Linked DNA regions of Gossypium hirsutum: regions 2 and 3 are each linked to region 1. A link is a contact called in public Hi-C data. All regions are on one chromosome and are shown on one strand. Each heading gives the region's core, a stretch centred on a gene start, on an enhancer-like site or on the middle of the called end of the contact. The rest is flanking DNA. Distances are from core to core; before and after follow the strand shown. Region 1 holds the start of LOC107888823 (ultraviolet-B receptor UVR8). Region 2 holds the start of LOC107897329 (glutathione S-transferase zeta class). Region 3 has its middle 12 kb from the start of LOC121208934.

Region 1 (4,441 bases), core at 1,177-3,676:
AAAAAATATAATAAAACTAGAAAACAAATTTGAATTCTGTAAACAAAATTATAAAGCCTTAGCCCTAAATTCGGTGAATTCCTGTTTCTGAATTGATCCTCGAAAATCAGTTTTCTCCTCCAAACAATAAGCTAGTTATAGTGGCTAAGAACGTCTTAACCGCCAGACCTACAAACCAACCCTCATCGGTTGTCTAACTACGATACACGCATTCGCAATTCAAGACCCTGATAGCCTTTCGTTTTGAAGAACCTAACTCGGATCAATGGCCTCAATTGCGCGGGAGGTTTAAATCCAATCACTATCTCCCTTGACGAAAATCCCACTAGTCTGACCTTGCCAGGATGTACCAATTTGTTCTCGGAAATCTGAATACAACACAATCACCCGTCTTCCCAAATATACACCAAAACGACTCCACCCCAGCACATGCTTTGTATTGAAATCGAATTAACTTTAAGGGATGAATTTGGATTATCTCGATATTTCGGAGAGATGGTGAATACCGTTATGAAAGATTTTTAGTGCGGATTCATTCTCACAATTCTTGACCGGAAAGAATACCGATTTAAAGCTAAGTTAGAATTTTAGTGAAGTATGAAATTAATCATGCTTGGTTGGTGTATGAAAATGGTTTTTAAAGAAATGGTGGAAGTTGGAAAGGGAAAGGCTTAGAAAACAATTAAACAATTTTGTAAAGAAATAAGGAAATTGAAATGGAATGGCAGTATGCTTGATGACGCATGAAATTGGAAGGAAAAAAATAATTTCATTCAATTGCAAGTAAATTCAAGTGTCAAATGTGTCATTTCAAGTCTATCATACCCTTTTATTTATACACAAACAATACACTAAAATTAGCTAACCCACCTAACCACTCATTACATGAAATCAAAATGAGATTTTTCATTTCTAAATATGACTTTTACAAAGTAAAAAAAATCTTATTAGCCCTTAAAGATCTCAAAATTTCTAGTTTGACCCTTCTTTTATTGTTTGCGCTCCAATTTAGTCATTTTCTACTTGTTCTTTTATTTAAGCCATCCGAATTTCTTTCCTGGTAGAATTTTAATATAAAATCATCAATTAGAATAAATTAATAAAGAATTAATTGATTTGAACATGTAAAATATGCATAATAAACATGCTATCACTGGCGATATTCCTTTGACAGATAGCTTGAGAATGTACCTGGAGGTTCCAATTATTCGCATAAAGGTTACACTGTTCATTTGTTAGATTAGGTGATGAGATAGCTTAGTGATCGGAAGGGCAAGGTTTTGTCTCCTGCAGGTAGAAGATGTTAGAAAAATATGGACATCGCATATATAATAATAGTAATTACATCTTATTATTTACTATCATAATAGATTAGCCTAAATTAAAAGTGATCTAATTTAGTTAAGACTTATTGGGTTTTATTTATTAAATAGAGTCTGAGCTAAATCTGTGTAGATCTTTTAGTAACTAATTTCTAATTGATGATGGGCTGATTAGAAATTAGGGTTAAGATTAATGTGTTATAGTTATATATTAGGGCTATAGTCCCCAAATTATACCTAAGGTAACTTTTCTAATATCTTATCTTTAGAAAAGAGAGAGACACATTTTCTAGATTTCTTGTGTGCTAATTTAGAAGATTAAAACTCCATAATGAGTAGATTTCAAGAAATCAATTAATTCAAGTACGCTTCCGTATTTAATTTTATTTTTGACGATTTGATATGATAAATACTTATTTACAATTTTAAATTTATATCAAATTTTATTTTATGGTTACAACAGGAAAGTGTTAATATAGTAAATTACTTGTGCTATTCAACTTTATTCCCTGCAATCCACTTTACTTCCAGCCTTTGTTTGATGGTCTTAACAGTAATGTTTTTTTAAGGTAAGACTATGGAATACTCGAATAATCATTTGATGAGCTGGGATCAATGTTAAAAGGACCAAAGTGGGTCGAAAGGAATACGGATGGTCTGGTTAAATCGAAATCCAGTAGTGCCTCAATAAGGGGATTAATACGGGATGAAAATAGGAAAGATAGCTAGCTAGAGCTACGGGGTATTCGCAAAGGTTTAAAGTTAGCTAAACATTTAGCTATTAAACAAGATGGATGCCATGACAATAGTATGGTTATTTAATAAGCCATATGATAGAGTTCATCAGTTTAGTAATTTGGTGCAGGGTTGCTGGAACTTAATTACTGATGGATGGGTGACTATCCTATCCACCAGCAAGCCTCAAATAAATTTTCTTATTTCTCATTTATGTACAAAAAAATAATAATATTTTTACTCCTGACACCAAAATCATATAAATTCTAACTCAAATGCATTAAAAAAGTCTTAAGTAAAATAATATAATTTCTATCTCAAGTATATTAAAAAATATCAAGTGAGTCAACTTCGTAGGTAGGCAGGATATTCCAAGTGTGGGAGAGAGAGAGAGGAAGTCTAGTTTCTTCTTGTATATTCTTCATCTTCGTTGGCATAGTGTTATCATTGTCACAAGAGTCTCTGTTGTTGGTTTGGGCTCTTTTTTTTTTATTTTTTTTTAACTTCTTATAGTGCACATGTCCTTTCTCTGTCACTGTAAACAACCCTTGCCCTGGGTTATTTATGACTTTCCATCTCTATCTTCATTATTATATTTTTTTTCCTTTTTTTTATTTAACTAGTTATTCAAACTTTCAACTTTCAAACCCGTCATTTCACTCCCCATTTATTACTACTCTCTTTCATCTTCAAAAATCCTCTGAAAATATCTCCTGTTTCACTTTCTTCTTCATCAAGGCCACACAAAGATCTTCAAGAGATTTTAAAAAAATCCCACAAATTGTGTGGGTGGGTGGGGGGGGGGAAGATATATAGAAATGGCAGCAGAAGAGGATGTGCGTATGACTGAGGTCACTGGTCCATTTCGTCAGGTTCTTTTCATCTCGGCTGGTGCTAGCCACTCCATTGCTCTTCTATGTATTACTCCTTTCCTTTTGCCCCTCCTTTCTTTTTAATTGATTTCCAAGTACTTTTTTTTTTTAGTTTTTGTTGCTGATCCTTTTTTCTTTCTTCTCTGGGACTACTGAATTGGTCAAATTTGATAGGAATTACCCTCTTCTTGCACACTTCTGCTTACTTAATTTACTGAAATTAGAAATCTCGCGTAAACAGGCCACTCAGATCCTTTGTTACTAGCAAAAACTTCAATATACCTGGGAAATTATGTCATTTCGCATCATTTTAATGCTTTCGATCAATCAAAGTTCACAGATTTCCTATAAATATTTCATTTTGGATGAAACTTTTGGGATCCTTTTCTATCTCGTAAACGCTTTCTTATGTTTGCTTCTTCATACCATGACCAGATTTAGCTCTCCCTGTTAGCATCCCATGTTGTATTTTGGTATGTAATTACATGCATATGATGCTATATTTTTCAAATGACATCGATTTTCGTATTGACGTTTTTCAACCTGGTGGGAGTTGTCTTGTCTTATCTCTTGACTTTTAGGCCAATTTTGACATCAGCTATGACATGATTTCCACTGTTAAACTTTGGAAAATATCAGTAGTTGATTCCACGCTTGATTTTTCCCATGTAAACAATTGCATTAATCCTAGGAATCACCGTATTTTACTATATGATATAGTAATAAATTAATTTGAATCGATAATTTTTAATTACTTAGGGTAAAGAGGAGGAAATTCTTTTTTCTTACAAGAGTTTTTTCTCCTAAGTTTAAATTTATATTGATTATTTCTTATTTTATGTATAACTATTGAAATATATACATAGTAAATAAATTATGGTAGTTGAAGTGTCTTTTGCGTGCAGGAACAGTGTCATATCCTAAAACTTATATATTGAAAAAAATAGAGTTGAAGCAATGTAGGCGTACGGCTTGTCAACTGTTCAAAAACAGGAGAAATGAAACCTTTCAGTGGCTCTTAAGTTATTTACAGCATGTTTTTTATGTGAACAAACAGATCCATTACTTTCCTTTTGCATATGCCATAGAGAAAAGCTCTTATATTCTTGTTCTTAGCCTATATTATTGGGTGAGTGTCAAATACCATATGTCTAACCCAGATGTGTTCAAACTTTTTCCACTCTTGTATCCAAATAAGTGTCAGACACGTGTTGGATGCAAGGACTTAAAGTAAAACAAGGAATCAGAGAAATGTAGGCTGTTAGTTCTTATGGCTAAGGCCTGTACTATGCTCATGGATATGGATATTGTATGCCTAGTCTTAGTAACACATGTGCATGGCAACAGCAATGTTATTGTTGTACTAGGGTGCTGAAGATCCAGTTGAGAGCTTAAGTCATAAATACTATTGTCTTTATAAGTGCATCTCAAAGTCAAGATTCTGATATTAGTCATGTTGGTTTAAGTTCATAAACCTACTTGAGCGTATATCCTTGTTTTTGATCATTAACA
Region 2 (4,162 bases), core at 1,045-3,544, 670 kb before region 1:
AGCAGTAGATATGTACCTCATCCATCCACCATCTTCATGAGTGCCCTATGCTGAAGGAGCATCCGGCTGATTCTCTGGCTTAGCATTTTGGAATTCTGGTAGCTCACTGTATGCCTCATTTAACCTAGATAACAGTGGGAATTTAGCCTACAAAATAATAGAAAAAAAAGAAGCCATGTTAGTGAGAAAACCTGTTGGAGGTCAAGCATAAAAGAGATATCCCCTTCTTGAGGACTTCAAACGTTCAAACCATGGAAAACTTTATCAAAAATTGAATCCTAGCATAAAATGCCTAAGATTTCTAATGGTGATATATGAAGCAATATTTCTCCCTCTAACTCAAAAATTTCAGAAGCATAAGAGCAAATAGAAAAGCCAAGAATGCATGCCTGCGTTTGAGTGTGCGTAGAGGAATGGCAACTTCAAATGAGTTAAAAGTGAACAAATAACAATTAGATGCAGAAACTAGTAGTTAATGGAATAAGCAGATTACCATGTCAACATTGAATCGTTCAATCCCAGCCAGAATCTGTGGTGCTAGAAACAGATCTGCCTGCAAACAAAGTCAACAGGCATATTTATGTATGTATTCAGAACATTTCAAAATAAATAGTTTCAGATATTTCTTATTCTACAGTACATTAGGAGTGAACTTCTGAAAGGGTTTCATAACAAGCAACAGAAGATGATATTAGCTAATGTCAAACATAACTTAGATCTATGGCTAACTCATTCCATCTGAAATCCAAAGGCATATATAGTTCAGGGGCAAAATGGCATCTAGATGATGCCTGATTTGCATTTTCTTAATCACATATTGCTGCAGGAAGCATCCCCCACCAACCCCCCCCCCCCAAACAAAAAAAAATAAATAAATAAAAAAAATGAAACCACATTAATTCAAAGGCATGTATAAGCAGGAGAGAATGAAACTAACCATGGAAACTTCATCTCCAGTCGCATATTTTCCAGCATGATCTTTTAACAGCTTCCCAAGCGCTGAAACAGAGAAGCATTAATCAAATCGATATGCTAGATCTATTAGAGGAAACAATAATCCTGATGGCATTTAATCTTAGGAGGATGGTTATTTGGATGATGCCTTACTCATCACTTACCTTCAAAGCCTTTCTCAATATGAAATTTTGTCCAAGGAATTTTCTCATCTGGACTTACTTTTTCCTCAATGTACTTCTGAAAAGGGAAAAGCAGCAAATCAAACGCAATTCCTATACAGATATCAATAATACCAAAAAAGAATATCTGCGGCTTTCAGAAACGAAATGAATGCTTAAAAGAGGGAAATTCAGTCCGAGACAAACCAGTACAGCTAGATTCTGAAGAGGCTGAATGCTAGAGGAAACAATATTTGCAGCCTATAGAATGATGTGAGTACTCATTAGTGTAGCAAAACTTAGTAAAACATGATTAATTAATCATACAAAGTTAAGTTGGACAAGGAAAAAAAGGGTAAAGGAGTGATTCAAAGAAGGAAAGCAGAGACCTGGAAATTGAGTGCCTTCTTTGCAAGATCAGATGGTAATAAAGGGTGTTGAGGGTATTTCTCCTCCAGATACTGTTAGATCAAAATTCTGATTTATTAAAAACAAACAATTCAAGCTAAATAATGAATAGAATAAATGAAAAGAAAAGGGTGGAAACAGAAAAACGACCATGAAAATCGCAAAAGAGTCTGAAATGATCATGTCACCGTCCACCAGCACCGGTACATACCCAATAGGGTTCAGCTTTTGGAATTCTACCCATTTTCCAAGTTTCCACAATGTTTTAATTACAATAATTAATGGATTAGAAACAATTTAGTGAATCGAGCAAAGAGAAGAAAATAAAAATTCTGACCAGGACTGAATTGCTCCCCCTTAAGCAAGTTCACGGGTATGTACTGGTATTCCAGACCTGCAAAACGAAAAGAACCCAGTAACTAAAAGTTGTTAGTAATAGACTAAAATGGAGAAAAAAAGCCCTAAGAAAGAAAAGGAAACCTACCTTTGAGGTTAAGGGCAATTCTGATACGGAAGGAGCAGGAGCTCTTCCAGTAAGAATAGAGCTTGAGTTTGTTCTCCCCCTCTGCCTGTGTATGTACCAATTTTACTGTTAAATCATTACTATCATACCAATGTAACAAAGATAATTAGAGAAGATTGTACCATATCTGCAGCGACTACCGATTTCAATAGACAGCACTCAGTATCTTGTTTTTCTTTCTCTAGGATATAAGGACGGTTAACTGCTAAACTCTACCACGGCTCTATATTTGTACCAGATTCTAAGAACATGTGTGGTAAATTTTGGATAGGACTAATTTAAACGGTAAACTACCCAATTGGGTCACCAGACTTTTAGTATTCTTTCATTTTGGTCACTAAAATAATAGTATTGCAATTTCCTCACCAATTTTTAGGTTGCTTTTATTTTAGTCAACGAAGCGTTAAATTTTTAATGGCGGATAACTGTATACGCCAAATCATGTTTGTACTTTTATTTTGGTCACCGAAAAGGATATTTTATGTTTAAGTATTAGTCCAGCTAAAAAGACATTAAGGATTAAACTAACCATGTAAGCTAATTTACTGACCACGTCACCTGTCTCGTTAGGCCTGTAACGGGAAATGTTAATGAGCGATTGATTTGTCACTTTTCGATAACGTTAGTGGCTAATTTATTATTTTTTGAAAGTTGAGTGAACTGAATTGAAACTTTGCCTCATCCAACGTGACAAGTTAACTGGCCACGTCACCTAGCCCATTAGGTCTATAATGGAAAATGTTAATAGGTGACTGATTTGTCACTTTTTAATAATGTTAGTAATTTTTTTTTATTTTTCGAAAGTTAAGTGACTGAATAGAAATCAGAGTGACTGTTGGTGTAATTTACCCATTAAATTAACGCATTAGAAATGGTTAAATTGTACTTGTTTATCTCATTGAAGAAAATTCTATTTTTTTCAATATTGAAAATTTAAATTTCAAAACATCTAAACCAATTAAATAAGTTGTTAAAAAAATTATACAATGATAATATCAACTTATTTGTTACTATAATATTGAAAATAATTAAATTAATCTCTTTCTAAATTTTAAAAGGCATAATGATTTTTTTGGCCCTCAAACTTTACAAAAAAATTATTTTAGCCCTCAATTTATTTTTCTGCCTCTTTTAGCTCTTGAACTTGTATTTTTTTGTCAAATCACCCCAAAATAAATGAAAAAGCTAACATTTGTTTAACTTTGCTGACGTGGCATACAGGTGAATTGCCGCGTGAATGACATGTCAAAATTTAAAACATATTTAAAAATATATTTTATATTTTTAATGGTTTTTTATTTTTAAAATTTTAAAAAATTAATTAAATGCTAATGTGTCATCCACATGGCAATCCATGTGTATGGCACATCAACAAAGTTAAAAAATATTTATTTTTCCATTCATTTTAGGGTGATTTGATAAAAAAAATACAAGTTCAATGGCTAAAGGACGAGACAAATAAATGAGAGCTAAAATGACTTTTTTATAAAGTTAGAGGACTAAATAAATCATTATGTCATTTTTAAATTTTATTTTATGTTTTAAGATCTTAATAGAATCAACTCAATTAACCCATATTTAATAATTTGTTATGAAACTTAAATTTCTTTTGATTATATGATATTGAATCTTCCATGATAAGTTAAAAACAAAGAAAAAAATCATTGGAATTAATTTAATTAATTGCTTGCTCTTCATTTGGGTAAAGAAATAATGAAAAGAATTCTAAGTTTTGTTTGGGATGGAAGATAAAATTAATTAGTTTAACTAATTGTAAAGATTTTGCTTTGATTTTAGCTTAACATAAAAAATTCAAGATCATATTATAAAAAAAATGGGTTGCATAAGCAATTGTTAACGTGAGTTATTTGAGTTTAACTATTTATTAATGCATTATTTTAGTTTCTACCACTTTTTCACGATAACCTTTCGTATTCAATACTTAAAAAATGATTATTTTTACTGATCAAGATGAAAGCGACTTAAAAGTTAGGTAACTAAAATGAATGAATAAACATGATCCTGTGTAAAGCTAAGCGTCTTACTATAATAAAAATATTTTAAAAATTAAATGATGAAATTTTAAGAATTTTATTTTGGATAACCAAAATTAAAC
Region 3 (4,098 bases), core at 1,278-3,777, 910 kb before region 1:
AGAAACGTTTTTGCTGAGTGCATTGAGTGAAAAATCAAGTGTCTTACTTGGTTAATGTCATAAGGTTTCATGGGGAAAACTTGGAGGAGAATTTTCTAGATCCTAGGTATAAAAGTGAAGAGCCTTATATGGTAAGTGTAAGAAGTTGTAATCCCTTATTGTAAGAGTTGCTAAGATAGTGGATTATGTCTCTGGACTAGGCCTTACAAATGTAGGGAAAGCGGACTATGTAAACATATTGAGTGTTCATTGTTTCTCCGCCTTGTTCTTCACCAATGCCTGAAATAGTTGGCACTGTTAGTAGCACTATTTCCGACACTGCTCAATTTCTGATTCCGGCACTGCTCAATTTCTAATTGCAAATATCGATTTGAAACTACAAATTAAAAATATTATTTTTTTAAAAACTTGAAAAAGCCACCCAAGAAATGCGAGGGGGTATTCATTAAATAAAAAAAATAGCCTTTGAAATTAACATGTGCCCCATAACGGGGCAAAAGAGAAACACATTTTATTTTTTATTTAGTTAATACAACATAATTTAAGCCTTGTTATAGAAAAGATATAAAAATATAAAAACTAATGTTTTATATATTTAAAATAACAATGTTGACAGATAAATCAAATAAAGAATATATTCAAGTATTTATAGTCCTATATTATATTTTTATTTTAAATTTAATCAAACAATAAAATTTTTAATTGAACTGATGTGTACAATTAAACAATGAGAAAATTTATTAGATGATTACGTAATAAATGAAAATATATTTTTAATACTTTTTAAACAGATCTTTATTTTAAAATCTATAAAATATTAATAGAAAAATAAACATATTCATTAAAATATTAATGTTTACGACTTGCCATTGTTGCTCACCCAGTTCATCAACTGATCTTACCTGCTGATTACGTAAACTAGGATACACACTTAGGGTCAAGCTGGATGTTTCATGGGATTGAAAAGCGGATTGTCAACATTAATTATAACTAATTAACTTTTAAGATCAGTTTGAGTAACAAAAACAAGTCATAAATCACAATTAAAAGCTGATTTCACTGTTCACAATGTTAATAAAAAAATTAAATATAAATATTTATATATTTTTATAATTAAATTTAATATTTTTTAATTATTTAAATCAAATTTGGACCAGATGGATTTGAGTTAAAGTAGAAATAGTATTGTGTAAACTTAGCCTAAATCAGGTCAAGCCTACCTAATCTACCCATAAACAACTCTAACTGAAATGGATTGAGAAAAAAATATATTTATTTTAGATTTTATCTTTTTATCATTCTAAATCTTTTATGTTAAATGGATTTTGTTCAAACAAAATGTTTGGATTTAAAAATGTAAATCCAAACCCTTTTTCTCCTAAATTTTGGTTTTCAAATAAGACATTAGATAGAATATATAAAAGTATAATCAAACCTCAAAATTTTATCTAAATCTAGTTTAATTAATTTTTTCACTCAAATTTTTTGATGAGAACAAACAAAGTTATTACAAAAGTATAATCAAATTTAAAGGAATCCCTAAGTGAAGATCTTCACTTCTATCAAAGGTCAGTTTTACAATATAATCAACTTTTAAATTCTCGAGAGATATATCAATTTCGATTGATAGTTGGATTTATACTACTCATTGAACAATTAAACCTAATAAGTTTTTGTTTAAATGGTTGAATTGAATAACCTGATCTAATTTTAAAAATTACGCTATTCTTGTTTATACAAGTGCCACATGAAACTGACACATAGACTAGGAATGGGATAGATTCATGTTCATTTCAATTATATATGCATGCATTGGAAGAATATAAAGAAAAGTAGGATTTTGTAGTTTTGTGGGCAATAAAGATAAGGACCTAAAGATGTCAAGTTTAGTTGTGTCTGGACGTTGGTACAAGGGCTTACCATTTTTTTTATGAAAAGTAATAAATCTTTATTACTCAAAAAGGTCAACCAGAGCAATACAACAAGGGCTAACAAATTGGGCATAGATCAAAACATAATTTCGGGAAATCAAATTCATTCTAAAGAGTTTTGGATAATTAATCAAAGAAGCAAGATTTACTAAATAATTCCCATCACAAACATTTTTGAAAAAAAAGATATGAAAAAACCTACAAAATCATATTCGTTTCCTCTTCCGAATAATTAAAAAAAACCACTAAGTGTTAAAAATAAATATTAAATTTAAATTATAAAATATATTACTTTAAAACAAACAAATTTTTAAATGATGATAGTTTTTTTTCTCCAACCTCACAAATTAGGAAAAGACAAGGAACAAATAAAGCTAAAAGTCATATATAGATATTCCTTGAGGTTAGAAATAATGAGAAGAAGATTGTACCAAAAAAGATAGAAAAAGAAAACGTCATTGTTTAGTGTTGGCAGAATTAGACAAGAGCCACATGTTTAGGGATTATATGTGAAACAGACACATAGATAGGCTCTTATTAATTTGAATATGCACAGGAGGAATATAAAAAAAGTAGGTTTTTGTAGTTTTGTGGGTAATAAAGACAAGGAATTAAATACTTAAAGTTGCGTTGTGTCTGGACGTCGGTTTTAAGGGCTTACAACATTGGTTGGACGGCTCAAATGCAAGCCTTGACAGTCACAGAGTCCTGTATAGGTCGGTGACTGGCTGCACCCCCCCCCCCCAAAAAAAAAAATATTATGGGTCCCTCTCAAAACATCACTCGTCTCTCTTTGGAACTGTTGCATTTAATTTCGTGATTTTAACACTCACTTTTTGTTTTATACATACCATACCATAATTGTATATAAAGGAATCTTTTTTTACACTGTTTTAGATATCTAAGACACCCAAACTGGGATGATGAGGAAATAAGAGACCACGCTTTGTGGTTGAAGATTTTTAGCTAAGAACAAAATTGCAATAATTTGCAGTGAAAGTGGCAAACAAGTGGGTTGACAACCGCCAAATTGGTCCAGGCCACTAGTTTTATTGGACAAACGTCCCTCAAAAAGAAAAGAAAAAGATATCACTTTGCATGGATCAATCTACTTAAGTGGCCCCTCTTTATGTCCTCAATAATCATATTCTACATATTTATTTATTATTTGGTCATGATTATGTGGATATTTTTAGAATGACTGTTGTATATAATATTTTCAAATAAAATGGTATAAAATTTTGTTTTTATATATTTATAAAGAAACCGTAATTATATATTATAAATACACATTTAGAACAAATTATATAAAGAAAAAAAATTGATAATTAAAAGAAAATTCAAGGTATGAGTGGTGAGATCCAGTGGGTTTAAACTTTTCCATCTCAAATACAAAGGTGTGTTGTTCCGGTTGGAAAAGTGATTTCCATTCGATGTGTTGTTTTGGTTGCTTTAAAATTTTAAAGTCGTGTTCATTTGTAGAGGAATTTAAGTAACTAGTAGTGATACATAAATGCTTTAATTAGAGTTGGATTATTCAATTTTTATTCTAAACAAGTGAAAATTTTCTTTTAAAGCATTCTATGATTCATTTTTATATAAAACAATTTTAAAGTGCAATATACACTTGCTATTCCTGAGATAAAAGGTATTGTATTTTAAAAATAGGGTTTCATGGTATTTTGCATAATTGAAAGAAAATAACTATTTTCAAATCTAACAAATACCGTACAAGCTAAGAATAGTTATTCCATGGATGTCGAAAGCACAAAAGCACAAGCAATCTATGCTAAGAGGTTTGATGATTCAATGGACTTCATTACAAAATTGGAGTTATGAGTTGCTATTGAGAAGAGGTATAAGAATGAGGATGTTGGACATTCCTTGCGAACAGGTATCTGGACTTTAAAACCTAAAAGTGGCGTTCATTTGTAAAGGCACTTAACCACGACTTGGTGCATTATAAATAGATGCTTGAATAATCAAAGTTAGATTATTCAATTTTCATTCCAATTAATTTCTAGTGGAAAATTCTTTTTCAAGTATTTTATAGAATTTTTTGGCCTGTATTAGCTGCTTAATTTGTGAGAAACAAAATATGAACAGGAGTGACAGTGGAAGTGGCCACTTTTGTAATAACTGCAACAACCATAATGAAAATAGGGGG

The links. Hi-C and Micro-C count contacts between places; a contact is called where the count stands out from the background.
Region 2: a Hi-C map of leaf shows a contact between it and region 1, with 3 times the contacts expected there. The contact joins the promoter of LOC107897329 here to the promoter of LOC107888823 in region 1. A contact is called at or near these places in 10 of 34 Hi-C or Micro-C datasets (callus, hypocotyl, leaf and 1 more).
Region 3: a contact with region 1 is called in a Hi-C map of leaf, with 2.4 times the contacts expected there. The contact joins the enhancer-like site here to the promoter of LOC107888823 in region 1. A contact is called at or near these places in 2 of 34 Hi-C or Micro-C datasets (both in leaf).

The regions. Positions count from the first base shown.
Region 1 is chrA10:9,336,983-9,341,423 of Gossypium_hirsutum_v2.1, reverse strand. It overlaps LOC107888823 (ultraviolet-B receptor UVR8), which reads left to right and starts at 2,426. Exons shown (of 12, transcript XM_041079402.1): 1 at 2,426-2,975. The coding sequence starts at 2,876.
Region 2 is chrA10:10,008,900-10,013,061 of Gossypium_hirsutum_v2.1, reverse strand. It overlaps LOC107897329 (glutathione S-transferase zeta class), which reads right to left and starts at 2,294. Exons shown (of 10, transcript XM_016822762.2): 1 at 2,169-2,294; 2 at 2,008-2,092; 3 at 1,861-1,917; 4 at 1,674-1,759; 5 at 1,505-1,576; 6 at 1,323-1,376; 7 at 1,119-1,194; 8 at 938-999; 9 at 494-553; 10 at 1-147. The coding sequence starts at 2,171. The coding sequence ends at 46.
Region 3 is chrA10:10,246,515-10,250,612 of Gossypium_hirsutum_v2.1, reverse strand. No RefSeq gene overlaps it. Among protein-coding and RNA genes, the nearest start is that of LOC121208934, 12 kb to the left of the region's middle. Within about 2 kb of position 2,527, at least 3 of the 9 cell types and tissues checked have an H3K27ac peak or open chromatin away from gene starts, as enhancers often do. A contact at or near this core is called in leaf, where this site is marked.